2 separate regions of the Triticum aestivum genome follow, and region 1 is linked to region 2. The links are chromatin contacts, called in public Hi-C maps. All regions are on one chromosome and are shown on one strand. The core of a region is the stretch at or near the end of the contact, and the rest is flanking DNA. Distances in the headings are between cores, read along the strand shown.

Evidence for each region. Hi-C and Micro-C count contacts between places; a contact is called where the count stands out from the background.
Region 1: a Hi-C map of leaf shows a contact between it and region 2, with 8 times the contacts expected there. The contact joins the promoter of LOC123098452 here to the enhancer-like site in region 2. A contact is called at or near these places in 3 of 5 Hi-C or Micro-C datasets (leaf and root) and 1 of 1 datasets of contacts at active chromatin or transcription factors (leaf).

The regions. Positions count from the first base shown.
Region 1 is chr4D:440,261,794-440,268,672 of IWGSC CS RefSeq v2.1, forward strand. It overlaps LOC123098452 (monooxygenase 2), which reads left to right and starts at 4,240. Exons shown (of 2, transcript XM_044520439.1): 1 at 4,240-5,178; 2 at 5,264-6,011. The coding sequence starts at 4,500. The coding sequence ends at 5,811.
Region 2 is chr4D:440,094,416-440,101,337 of IWGSC CS RefSeq v2.1, forward strand. It overlaps the pseudogene LOC123098451. Among protein-coding and RNA genes, the nearest start is that of LOC123098449, 21 kb to the left of the region's middle. Within about 2 kb of position 3,571, at least 8 of the 8 cell types and tissues checked have an H3K27ac peak or open chromatin away from gene starts, as enhancers often do. A contact at or near this core is called in leaf and root, where this site is marked.

The DNA of each region.
Region 1 (6,879 bases), core at 2,990-5,489, 170 kb after region 2:
AAAAGACCAGCTGAGTCGTGGCGGCAGACGCCGGCGGCAGGACCTGCCGCCACGGGTGCAGCGGCAGCCCAGGCTTAACAGGTTTTTTTCGTCCGACGCACCAGCTGCAACGGAACGCGGGAGTGGTACGTCTGCTGCGCGTACCGCGACAGGCCAGATGGGCCATGCCGCCACAGCCCGAGGCGGCAGCCGCTGTTGCTGCTGCGCGCCGTTTCCTTGCTTCGACAACTCGGGTTTCATCAGAGATGTAATAGTTCAAAGCAAGATTGATCACTAATCACACGGGCAGGCAGGCCAATGCCTGAAACACACAAAAGCTTCGTAATGATGCGCTGTTCAGGATTACTAGATCGGTTACTGGAAAGCGTGAGATGATATGTTCAGCCGTCCTCGATATGTCAATCACATGAACTCCAACCACTCGTTAGGTAATACATCACCACCTGACTGGCTGACACAAATAGTCATATATAATACTTATTGTGCATTTGTTCTTCGCTTGCAGATCAACAGCAGCGGCTGCCGCCTCTGGCCGTAGCGGCAGGGCCCATCTGGCGTGTCGCAGCACACTCGCAGCAGTAGCTGCCGCCAGCCCGTTCCGTTGCAGCTGGCGCGGGCGAAAAACCTGTTATGCCCGAGCTGCCGCCTGCGCTCGTGGCGGCAGGGCGGCAGGTCCATGTGTCGCCTGCCGCCACGATGTAGCTAGTCTTTTTTATCAATTCATTTCGAAGATGGTCTTTTCTGGCCATTTGACTCGGCAGATGGTTTTTTTAGATAAAAAAATCATGTTTGCTGAACTTGTGATGGCAGTTCTTCGGCCAGTACCTTTGTCCCTAGATTTGAACTCTAAACTTCATTACTCCCTCCATTCCACAATGTAGTGCTTCCTCTATCTCCGTGCTTCAACTTTGACCGTAAATTTAACTACCAAGACTGATTGCGGCGGGAGCAAAAATTATATCAGTGAATTCGTATTCGAAAGAAGTTTTTAATTATGTAATTTTTTCACCCGCCGCAGTCGGTCTCGTTCGTTAAATTTATGGTCAAAGTTCGACCTCGGGAAGCGCTGGCGCACTATATTTGGAATGGAGGGAGTATATTTTTGACAGAGGATGTGTAAACATAATTATATTTTCAACAGAGGATGTGATTACTGAACTGTTGTTGTTTAATTTTCGAAGTTATGCCATTCGTAATATATCATTGTCGATGGACAAATAGATATGGACATTAGTTTGTGCAGCTCTAGCACAAATTTTTATCACCACACTGACATTTGTTGTTCCATCTGGTCTTTTGGTAGATGATGCACCAGTACGTGGCTTTGACTCTGTCAAGTAGCTACTAGTAGATATAGAAAGTATGTGACTATTAATTCCTCCGTCTTATAATATAAGACGTTTTTGCAAGTTAAAGAGTTAAACACACTGGAGGTCCTAAAAGTTTTGGCTCAGTGTCACTTTAGTCCTATATCTTTCAAAATGCATCTTTAGGTCCTAATTCTATAGTAAACGGTTCACCCGAGGTCCTTTTTTACCACTAGCGCTCGCTGACTTGCTCGCGTGGCGTGTTGACCCATGCCACGTCGACTTAGGGGCTGCTCTGTTTTATAGAAAACCCCTTATAAACATTGTTCTTCACAATCCCCACTCACTGGCCATCTTCCCAAAATTTGTGCTGGCATGGATTCGGTCCAACGTTAACAAAATTGAACAATTCAGAAATAGAGAAATGGGATAGAATCAAAGAAAATGGCTCCAAAATCTCAAACTCTTGGTTCTTGCACGATGGTTCGAACACTTGTAGAACACCCGTCCGGGGTTGGCAGTAGATTTTGACTAAAGCTTACTAGTGCTGTGGACACGACAACAAGGACACACCACCGGTGGCAATGACATACCCGGCGAAGTTGGAGCTTGCGCCGCCGGCGGAGGCAGCGGCAGCGCAGACGACGACGTTGCCATGCTCCTCTTCTTCAGCTGCTTCCCCGCCGAGGAGCTTGAAGTGCCGACCATGACTAGGGTTAGGGGGCGAGAGAGAGAGAGAGAGAGAGAGAGAGGGATTTGGGGAAGAATGAGAGCCCAGTGAGTGGGGATTGTGAAGACAATGTTTATAAGGGGTTTTCTGTAAAATAGAGCAGCCTCCGCGGCCCCTGAGTCGATGTGACATGGGTCAATGCGCCACGCAAGCAGGTCAACGAGCGCTAATGGAAAAAGGGACCTCTGATGAACCACTTACTATAGAATTAGGACCTAAAGGTGCACTTTGAAAGATATAGGACTAAAGTGACACTGCACCGAAACTTTTAGGACCTCCAGTGTATTTAACTCCAAGCTAAACATAGCTTGCAAAAACGTCTTATATTATGGGACGGAGGGAGTACTTTTTAATCTGCAAAGCTTATCTTATTTTCCTTTACTTTGCAAAATAGTTCAGGTATTAAGGGAACCAAGACTATCAAGACCTTATACTTTTGGTGTACAATTTTCTCTTTTCAATTTAAGTAGTTCCTATCAGTTATTTCAATAAGCATGGACTATTGTACTCCGTGTCAAAAACGCTCTGATATTATGAGACAGAGAGAGTAGTTCTGTTTGCTTATCAACGTATGTAGTTTTTGATATGTCACCGTCGACGTCCACAACAATCACTACCGACGTTGCCAAACTCCCACCTCTCTCAATTCCGGCTCTCTGCAACATTATGACACACCACAAATCAAGGGGGAATTGAGCAGTGCCTCTAGGGGTCGTAGTGGCTCGCAGGGCACCACCAACGGGCGACGACGGAAACTGGTGACGGTCCAGCGCAGGTAGTTGTCCGGAGGTGAGGGCTGCTGCAGCATCTCGAGCTTGGGCTTGAGCAGCAGCGCAACGTCCATGGCGGTGGTGTACATGCCTACTGTCGCAGACGCCGACGATGGCCGAGGTGCAGACGTCGACGCTAGCTGAGGTGGACATCGTTGACCGTTGCTCCACCGTCACCTCCGCTCGCTCAACTAGATAAAGGTGAGGCAGTTGCCAACGAGAGAAAAATGTGAGCCTGAAGAAGAGATTTTTTTTATGAGGCTAAGACTAGCCACAATGGGTAGTAACATAGAGTAGTAACATGCCCATGTTACTACTCTATGTTACTACCTCTATAGTGGGGAGTAACATATGTGTGGTAACATTCAACACTTCATTTATTAGGCTATAAACTCATTTTGCCTTGATATGTGTGATGTTACTCATACTAGTAGTAAGACTGGTCACAATGGGGAGGAACTTAGGAGTAACATCACACACTCCAATACAACTTTGCTTATGTGGCACATATTTAATGAAGAGAGAGGTGCTTGTGGTAACTAGCTAAGTTACCGGAACATCACACACTCCAAGAAATAACGAGTCTATAACCTAATAAATACATCGTTGCATGACACTACATAGATGTTCGTACCCACTATGAAGGTAGTAACATAGTCTAGGGAAGTGTGTAAGTTACTAGCTTATGTTCTTGCCCATTGTGATCAGCCTAACTAACTATGTTACTACATGACTCTCTTTCTTCATTTATTGCTTGCTACATCATCTATTTTATCTAGATATGTGTGATGTTACTACCTATATTACTCTCACTGTGGGTAGTCTAAGGAAGAGATAAGACGAGGGAGAGAGACATGTGAGGTCCACTAGGCCACATGTCGACCAATAATGGCGGCAGATGCGGGCGTGAAAATCAGCCGGTTGAGCCCAGCCATTTTCGTTTTCACAACAGCAAAGATAAAACAAAAGAACAAAGAAATGATGGAGATTGACATGAATTTATACCAATTTTCACTTGAATAGAGCTACTCCGTCCTAGTTTATTAGTCTTTCATGTAGTTTGGGTCAAACTTTGATCTTTAATTTAACTATAAAAAAATAAGTTATATACCCTAAAAATAGTATCATTAAAACTTTTTTAAATATGAATCCAGCAATATAAGTTTGGTGACATACGATTCATAATTTCTTAATCAAACTATGATTAAAGTTGGGCACAAAATACGAAGGGACCAATAAACCCGGAGGGAGGTAGTAGTAAAATTTAGAACGAAAATGGTGGCCTAAAAAGCAGCCAAGCCAATCAGTGTGGCTCCCGCAGCCTATCGACTAGATAGCGGTGGGGTGTGACAGGGAGCTGCGGAATTTCCGGTCACATGTTTGTTTGCTACTGCGAGCTGTCCTTTTCCGGCTATCCAAATTCAGTTTGGCACCACAAGTTTTTTTCTTTTTATGAGACAACTTTGGCACCACAAGTGACTTTGATGAATGAGCAGCGCAGGCCATTCATGGAAACGATATACTACTACTACTCCGATATAATCAGCAATGACGTCAATCTTCAAGCTCCAAGCTCCATTCACTGTCGAACTATATATGTCCAATCGAAAGGAGGAGCTCTAGCTAGATTGGTTGATTCGTGTTGAACAATCAGGCGCTCTCTTCCGAAAGTTCACCGCAGCGGCGGCAAGCATGCAGCGGCAAGAGGAGTCCGGCGAGGACATCGTGATCGTGGGCGCCGGGCTCGCCGGGCTCGCCGCCGCGCTCGGGCTGCACAGGAAAGGGGTGAGGAGCGTGGTGCTGGAGTCGTCCCCGTCGCTCCGGGCGTCGGGGTTCGCCTTCGCCACGTGGCCCAACGCCTTCCGCGCGCTCGACGCCCTCGGCGTCGGCGACCAGATCAGGAAGCTCCACCTGCACATCGAGGGGCTGCGCGTCATGTCGGCGTCCACGGGTGAGATAGCGAAGGAGGTGGACTTCAGGGACGAGTTCAGCTGCGTCAGGCGGGACGTGCTGCTGCAGGTCCTGGCGGCGGAGCTGCCGACGGGCACCATCCGCTACTCCTCCAAGATCGTCTCCATCGACGAGCACGGCGACGGCGCCAAGATGCTCCACCTCGCCGACGGCTCGACTCTCCGGGCGAAGGTGCTGGTCGGCTGCGACGGGATCAACTCCGTGGTGGCCAGATGGCTGGGGCTCGCCAAGCCGTCGCACTCCGGGCGCTCCGCCACGCGGGGCCTCGCGTGTTACCCCGACGGCCACGGCTTCCCGCCCAAGTTCTTGCAGCTCTTTGGCAACGGCTTCCGCTTCGGCTTCGTGCCCTGCAACGACACCGACGTCTACTGGTTCTACACATGGTCTCCCTCCCAAGACGGTCAGTCTAGCTCACCACTCTCTGCATCCATGGCGATGCCCTGACCCTGATGTCTATTTAACGTCTCGCGTTGACTGACGTGCAGATGATGGTGTCGCTGAGAGCGGTACCAAGATGAAGCAGTACGTGCTGACGAAGCTGAGGAGCTCCAAGGTGCCCGCAGAGGCGCGGGAAGTGGTGGAGAGGAGCGAGCTGAGCGACGACGCGCCCGCCGCGCCGCTGCGGTTCCGGCCGCCGCTCTCGCTCGTGTTCGCGGGCATCAGCAAGGGGGACGTGTGCGTGGCCGGAGACGCGCTGCACCCGATGACGCCGGACCTGGGCCAGGGCGGCTGCGCGGCGCTGGAGGACGGCGTCGTACTGGCCAGATGCCTCGGCGAGGCCATCCTCGGTGGCGATGGCGACGGAGCGACAGGCGGCACTGAGAAGGAGAGGATCGAGTCGGGCCTGCGCAGGTACGTCGGTATACGGCGGTGGAGGAGCATCGAGCTCATCGGAACGGCCTACGTTGTCGGCTTCCTGCAGCAGAGTGGTAACAGGATCATCAGCTTTCTGCGGGAGAAGGTGTTGGCTGGAGTACTCGCGGGAAGGCTCGTGAAGATGTCGGACTACGACTGCGGGACCCTGTCAAGCTAGGGAGTACAGTAGTACTAGTACATTTGAGGCGATCAGGATAGTCAAAGCATCTCCAGCCCTGAAACAGGGCACCAAAAGGCTCGGAGTAAAAAAAAAAAGAAGGCACCAAAACTGCATCTTTTGGCACGAAAATGTTGCGTTTCCAACAGCTGCCTATAACAGGGCATCAAAATATCAAAAGTCTCGCATTGCATTACATATTTCCTCAAAGATCAAACATACTCGGATTCCAACTTCATGCAAAGTTCGAACATAGTACTTATAGACAACCGCGTAGCCAGGCCAGGCCAACAACATTGGTACAGCGCGAAACAGTGCCAAACAGTGATCCTTAGCTACAGCCCCAAAGGATCAGCCGGCCACCGCCCTGGTAGGCTGGGGCCTGGGTACACCCCTGCTTCTAGACTACTACTAGCACCAGGGACACACTACTCGCTGTCGTTGTTGTCCCACTCGATCTCATCCTCGTTCTCCTCACGCTCAAGTTCGTCCCAATCAATGTCGTCGTCGGTCACTGTCGTCGTCGGACAAATCGAGGTTGACCACCACCTTCGAAGAGGAAGGTCATGCCTCGTCATTGTTCTTCGCCTTCTTCTTCTCTACGTCCCTCTCCCAGTACCACTCCTGCTCGTACTGGGCATATTCTGGATGCTCCCTTGCGAACCTCGCTCTCCTCGGCAACTTTGTTGTTCCTCGGCTTCGGCTTCGTCGAGCGAGTCACAATGGTGACCTTTGGCCCGACGAGCTCTGCTGCCTCCAACGAGTCAATCTCGGAGAAGTTGAGCCTTTCCGGCGGTAGACCGAGCCACCACACCGCTATGTCGTACACGCAGGCGGCAAGGTCCGCGCTCCGCAAAGTGCCCAACCAGTACCGATGGCTGGTGTGCTGGAACTCTACGCCGTACCGGTCGGAGGGCCACAACCGAACGCCCCTGAAGCCGGCTTTGGTCACGTGGTGTACCATTTCATCTGATTCGAAATGTGCAAAAGGTGGTATGAAAAACATTGATCTCTATGAATAGTTGACTGAGAAATACGGAATAACTAATTTTAAGTCGACTATAAGGC
Region 2 (6,922 bases), core at 2,321-4,820:
TTAATACCATGATACGAAAACCCTTTACAAGGAATACGATACATCATGTCCCAAGAAACCCAACTTAAAAAACAGAAAACATGTACGAAAATTCCCAGTAATAAAGAATGCCTCGCAGAAATAACACCTACCAAGCCTCCACCTTCGTCATCATCCAAATCGCCTGCGGTTGCCCCACTGGCTTGCACTCCCGGTTGCTCCGTCACAGCTGAAACCTGGTCATGATATTTGATTGGCATATTGGCATGTGGTGTAACAAAGTTAAAAGTTAAAACAACCAAGAGGGAGGCAGGTAAGAACTCACCTTGATTACTTTTCCAGCAATATCAAGTTGACCATTTAAACTCTGAGCAGCTTTTGCATCTTCCAGACGTGCAAACTAAGTAATGAGATGGAGCAGAGTGAGAAACTGAGAATTACGCACAAACAGAAAATGAACTGCTTTCATAACAAAATACATGCCTGCACAAAACCAAAACCTTTACATAATCCGGTAAGTGGGTCTACAGGCAGCTGGACAAGCTCAACCAATCCAAATGGTTCGAAGACCTGGAAAAAAGAACCCTTAAATAATGGCACAAATACCACATAACAAGGATATATAAGCAGCAGTAACATGCATGACCCTATAAAACGAAATCAACAACCACTAGTTAAGGAGTTTTCAGTTATGTAAACTTTAGAAATCTGCACATATAAACTATATGCTTGATTATTACCAGTCTCAACTGCTCCTCTGTAATATTGGAGTGAAGATTTCCAACATACAACTTCCTTGCCCCACCTGAAGCTGCTACACTTGACGAAGCATTAGACTGAACTAGATTCTTTTCAGCCTCTGATGCCTTAACGTCCACTGGTTGACCAAGAAGCGGTTGACCTCTAAAAGAGCAATCGCCATTGGAACCGACATAGCATCATAAAATTCAATATACCTGACAATGCAAGAACATTAAAATTAGATTATCAGCTGTCAATAAGGCCATCTTTATTTCTAGGGCCAATATCATGTGCTCCAAACAATATGCTGCAAGACGTTGTTATCCCTAAAATATTGGCTGTTCATACGAATCAATTGAAAATGCACAAAAATAGCAATGTGAAACAGTCATGTTTTATGTTAAACACTGCATAGTCAAAATATGTATGTGTTCTATCTTCTGTCCATCATCACAACAAAATAAAATAAAATTGGGAACAGCAAGGGTGCAATGGTAACAAAAGAATTGCAAGACAATGCACAGCAAATATGATACACATTAAATACTCACCCGACTCCTTTAGAACGTCGTGAGTTTCGATCCATTATTAAGCGGACATCCCGGACCTAGAAAAATAACATGACAAAGATTAAAAAAAGATCAATAATGCACTAAATAGCAAATAGATGAATATCAACAGAAATATCTTATCACTGGTTAGTGTAAGGTCAAGGTGAAGGAACAATCCAAAAGCATTCATCAGTTAGGTTCCGGTTCATCCAATTAGAAAATAATATTCCTCTTTAACAGAACCAGCTTATTATCTGTTTAATTCAAGAGAAAGTTTAGCGAACTGACATTGTGTATAGTGTACATATCACAAATGTTCCACTATTTCCTAAATAAAGAACAAAACGAGATAAACAGGGTGACTACTAGTATAACAAAAAGGATGTAAAAATTGGAGGCTTGCCTTTCCGGCCCTTGAGTTAAAGAACAAAACAAGATAAACAGGGTGATTACTACTAGAACAAAAAGGGTGTAAAAGCAGATGCTTGCCTTCCCGGCCCTTGAGAAGAACTCATACACATCTCTTTCATCCGCCTTCAATGATAGCTGTCATTATGCTTATAAACATTAGCTTCGAGACAAAAGTTCTCAAAATTGCATATACCAACAGGCTGAATATGTTAGCTTGTTAAATGAACGCAACCTGGAAGGCAAATACAGTTCTTTGATCTCTTTCTGGATCTGCTTCAGGTTCAGCACCATCTTCTTTCCTACGTCTGCAAACAGGAAAAAAATATTCATAAGAATGGATATGTAGGAAAACAGAAACACCAATTACGAATCAGAACCTATACATCATACTAACATTCTCCCCATTTATCAATACAAATAGAGTCAAAAGGTCAAGAAGCACTGCAGTCAGTGTCACGAAAGGTAAAAAACAGACACCCAGCAAATCGACATCCTATCGGGGAGGAAGAAAAGGGTAAGCCCTGCATTGTAAGACATGCGATTGTTTAGGTAACTTGACTTTAATATCTCCTGCAAAGAGGGAGCAGAAATTAAAAGGCTTGTTTGTGCAAGGGGACAAACATTGAGTCCTCTTTACAATAAGAGGCAATGCTTCAGTGAAAAATCCCAACACACCCCTTCATCGGAATTCTGCAACAGGAGAAATATAGTTCAGCCTTGTGTTCTGGATGCAGGAAATCTGTAATCACAGATGTCGTCATTGCTCTCAGAAACACGCTACCGCGCAAAACCGCAAAATGATATCATCACGTATAGATTTCCAGATTCATTATCCTATTATGCTATGCCAACTTCATATAGGAACTCAAAATAAATCACCTTATATCCAAGGTCAGGCTCAATATCAAGACCAACTGGAGACTGCACTAGCACATTGAATCTGCAGGTTCCAATACTAATGTTTAATTGTATTACTTTGAATAAACCAAGGTATATATGACATAAGAAATTTTAAGGAACACAACTGAACACTGGCTGCGGTCTGGTAGAGGAAAGGTACTAAGTGAAAATTTGATGCTGTAACTGCGCAAATATGCAGCAAACACATCATCCCTTCCAATCCTAAGGCCGGTATCTGCGCGAGCCAGAACACACAAACACAGATGTACCACATCACTAGGTTCTTATTAAAAAAACAAGTCCGATAAAGTTCAGAGTCATGAGTTGGCACCTGACGTCACGGTCACGGTAGTCGCGCTCACGGAAGCGCTCTCGCTCTCGCTCGTCGTCATCACGGCGACGCTCCGACCGGCTGCGGCTCCTCCGCTCCCTCTCCCTCTCCTTCTCCCGCTCGCGGTCGCGGTCGCGGCTCCTCCGCTCCCTCTCCTTCTCCCTCTCCCGCTCGCTCTCCCTGCCCAGCCTCTCCTTCTCCCTCACGTCCCGGTCCCGGTCGCGGTCCCGGCGCTCCCGGCTGCTGCGGTGGCGCTCCCGGCTCTCGAGGTCGCGGTCGCGGTGCTCGGAGCGAGAGCGCTTGGACCGGCGCTCGCCGTCGTCGCGGTCCTCTCCGTCGCCGGCGCTGCTCCGGCGGCGGGAGCTGCGGTCCTTCCCGTCGGATCCGTTGGCCGGAGGCGCGGCGGAGGCCTCGACCGTCTTCTCGAGGTACTCGTACTCGTCGAAGTCCATGGCGATGACGAGGTGGAAACCCTAGATTCGTGGAGAGAGAAAAAGAGGCGCCGCGGCTAAACCCCAGCCCTCGGCTTTTCTATCGGGAAGGATGAAAGAATTTTCGCAATGCTGAGTTGCTGACTGCTCGACGTGGACTGGACCCCAGCCCGTGTTTTGTCGGTTCGGGTGGTAGAATTGAGCACGGGAAATCTCCTTGTTGGACTCTGAAACTTACGGCCTGGGCTGGATTGCCTAATACAACACGGGCTCGACGAAAACTTTGGGCCTCCAGAGCACCAGCCCAAAAGAAAGGTTTTCTTTGTCTCAAAAAAAGGATTTTCTAGTTATCAAGAAAAATTCTTTTATGGCCGAAAAAGGGAAGAATTTTCTCTCTTATATAGGTCAACAATTTTTGAATACTGACTAGCATCCACTGTATATATTGTATAGAAGCAAATGGATAGTCGTTGATTTGTTCGAAAGGATGAATCTCCACTGTTTATCAAGCCCAAACTCAAGTGATCCAAAGGTTGATGTTTCTTGGTGTCGTACGGCCGCACGCCAATACTCTGCCGACATATATCTTTTTGGACTTGTCGCAGCCTCGCATGTCACACCGCACACCTGTTGTAGCCTATCAATCTATGAGTTGAAAAATATCCATAGCTATACCTACCCAGTGATAGAAAATTAAGAATTTAGAGATCGCAACATATATGCGAGATCACCATCCTAAAAGATAGGCATAAGAATTTTTTATGAATAACCTTCCAAACCAAATCAGATATTACTAAATAAAAATCGCCAATCCCGCACACTATGCCATTTATTATTATCATTATCTCTATTATTAATTGACAACCATAACTTTCCTAATACAACAAATATAACATTTTTTCTTATCTTACCAAAGCACATATCTTTTCTTATCTTACCAAATCACATATATCTCTACTATAAAATGGGAGTTGGTAGGCCGTATATGTGTGCCCCTGTGGCGGGACACCATGCGAGACCATGAAGGGCGTCGTGGCCGGACCTGACGCCGGCACGATGCTCGAGAATGCTAGGGCGTGGAGCATAGGGTGGAGGACGGCCTAGGCGGCAGGCGGGTCGTCGGACCGTCACGTACATGCATCCATGAACGCGATCATATTATATTTCTTGTTAGTCATACAAAGAGTCGGGCAGACTGCATTATAAAACCAGATGTGTCAATTCAAGTGTCATACGGTCGGCGGCTCGACCACCATGTGACCGCGACATGGGCAACTAAGTGTTCATCAAGATGGATGTCGACCATGCTATGCAAGATGTCCACATGCTGACGTTTGTCGAAACATTCGCGGGCGAGGGCGACACGACGCTACACTGGCTAGGTGGTTCATACTATAGTAGAAAGGAAGAGTGTTCCAAAAATAAGATGGAAAAAGAAATAAACCGGCCAAATGGTCCATGCTGTTGGAGACGGAAAGAATGTTCCAGATAATAAAGCGAAAAAAATAAAGGAAGAGTATTCTAGGAAATAAGTGGAAAGAGAACCAAAACTGGCGAGAAGGAGGAAGAAGGAAATGAGGCGTGCTGATGAACGCACTGGTATTGTCGTAGTGTTGGTTGGCGCCCACGAAGCAGGTTAGTGGAGAGGCTATGAGTAGAAGATGTAGGGGGGAGAGAAGAATGACAAGTATCCCTTCTAAAAATGAATGGTGTATGGGCTGGAGCTTATTAATGACTAGGTAATGCTCAGATCGCCACTCGACTCCCATGGCAGTGTGCATTTGTAAAGTTGAATGAACATTTGAGAATGATCTCTATAGTTATTTGTAAAATTATCGTTATAGTATGTGTTAGTTTAACCCACTCTATTATATTGTAAATATGAAAATTTTCTTCAATGTTGCGACGCATGGTGAAGGTGAGATGGGGTTCACACGGTTTTATAGATGAGGGCTCCAACAAAATATGTCTTGCTACGACGCAAAACCGAGCTGAAAGGGGAGGGTTCGACAGAAAAAAGAAATGGTGCATCGTGTGGTGGGGATTTTGTGTTGGGCCCGATCAGAGACGAAACTGCCTTATAAAATTGAAAATCCTTCACTAATTTAGTATCACAAACATTTATAGAAGGATGAACCCAGTGCCATGTACATGACCCCATCAAACACATTTCCCTAGCTTCGTCCATGGGCCTGATTGTTGGATATAACAAGGCGGATAGTGCGGACAATCACACATTTCTTTCCCATATATGATCTGGATTTGGCATAATTGTTCGAATGGTTGAATTTTTGGAGAGCCTACTGGGCGCCCATTTGATACCCGAACACACCCGGGCATATGAATGAGAAATGAGTTCTGACCATGGACACGACCTTACTTATTTTTTTATTACATTATAGCCCGTAGTAACGCACAAGCGTCTACTAGTATATATATTGGGCCTGGGCATTGCTTTTGTTTAGGCCTGGTCGAGCGGTTTTGTTAAAAAAACACAAATGAAAGGAGCATGCAGACGCACACGCACAGAGAGTAGGGCATTTTAGAGGCCGAGCTCCATGAAGACCTTTATTTTGAAAAAAAAATCAAAATTTAAACTTTTTAGTTTCAAAAAATTCTAAAATAAATACACATGTATGCAAGGATGATGTAATGTGTATGTGTGAAAAATTTCAGGATGAAATACCTTACGAGCTGCGCAAAAAAAATCATAGTCTTTATGGATTAACAACACATATGCTAAAAAGCCTCAGATTTGTTTTTTTTGTGTAGATCTCATTTTAATGTATTTCGACCTGGAAATTTGCACACATGTTCATTATTTATCTAGGTATATGCGTAATTTTTTTCAGAACTTTTTGAAACAAAAAAGTTTGAATTTTAAAGTTTTCAAATTAAGGCCTCCATGAAGCTCGGTCTCTGTTTGGCATTTTTGGCGAGTAGTTCGCTATAAAAAAAGAAACACACGAACAACTTCCGACTCGAGTAGTTCACTACGCCTCTCCTCAATGAGTACGACACTGCCACCGCAACGCACGACCGGTCTTCCTCTCCAGCTTGTCACGGCCCTGTTCTCCTTCCCCTCCCTATCCGTCACCAATCTTCTTCGGCGCCACCCTAGCCTCCTCGACCTCCAACTTCCTGTTGCCGTTTGTCTTTGATTTGCACCGAAGGCGGAGTAAGTGTTCGCGCGGGGCAACTTCTCAAACAGGAATGCATGGAGTGCCCGGCCCAGACTTCACTGCCATAAGAAGCCCTTGACCAAAATCTCCTTTCACATACCAACTTTTGAAGAACCGTCCAATGTCGCCTCTGTCGATTTCGCCGGAAGAACATCTGCCATTTGAGCATGCTACACCTTAGGCGAAACTACATCCGCCATCTGAACCTGCTGCACATGAGGTATGCAATAGCTTTTCCCAATTTATTCTGTAAAATTTTCATCTACAATCATAAAAAGTATAGTTCTTCTTGGTCAGGTATGAAAGATTCATATTTGGGTAGATTGTTTTCAGTGATTAAATTTTTTATAGATGCTAAACTTCAGTTTGATTTCCAATTTGCTCCTTGTTTGATCC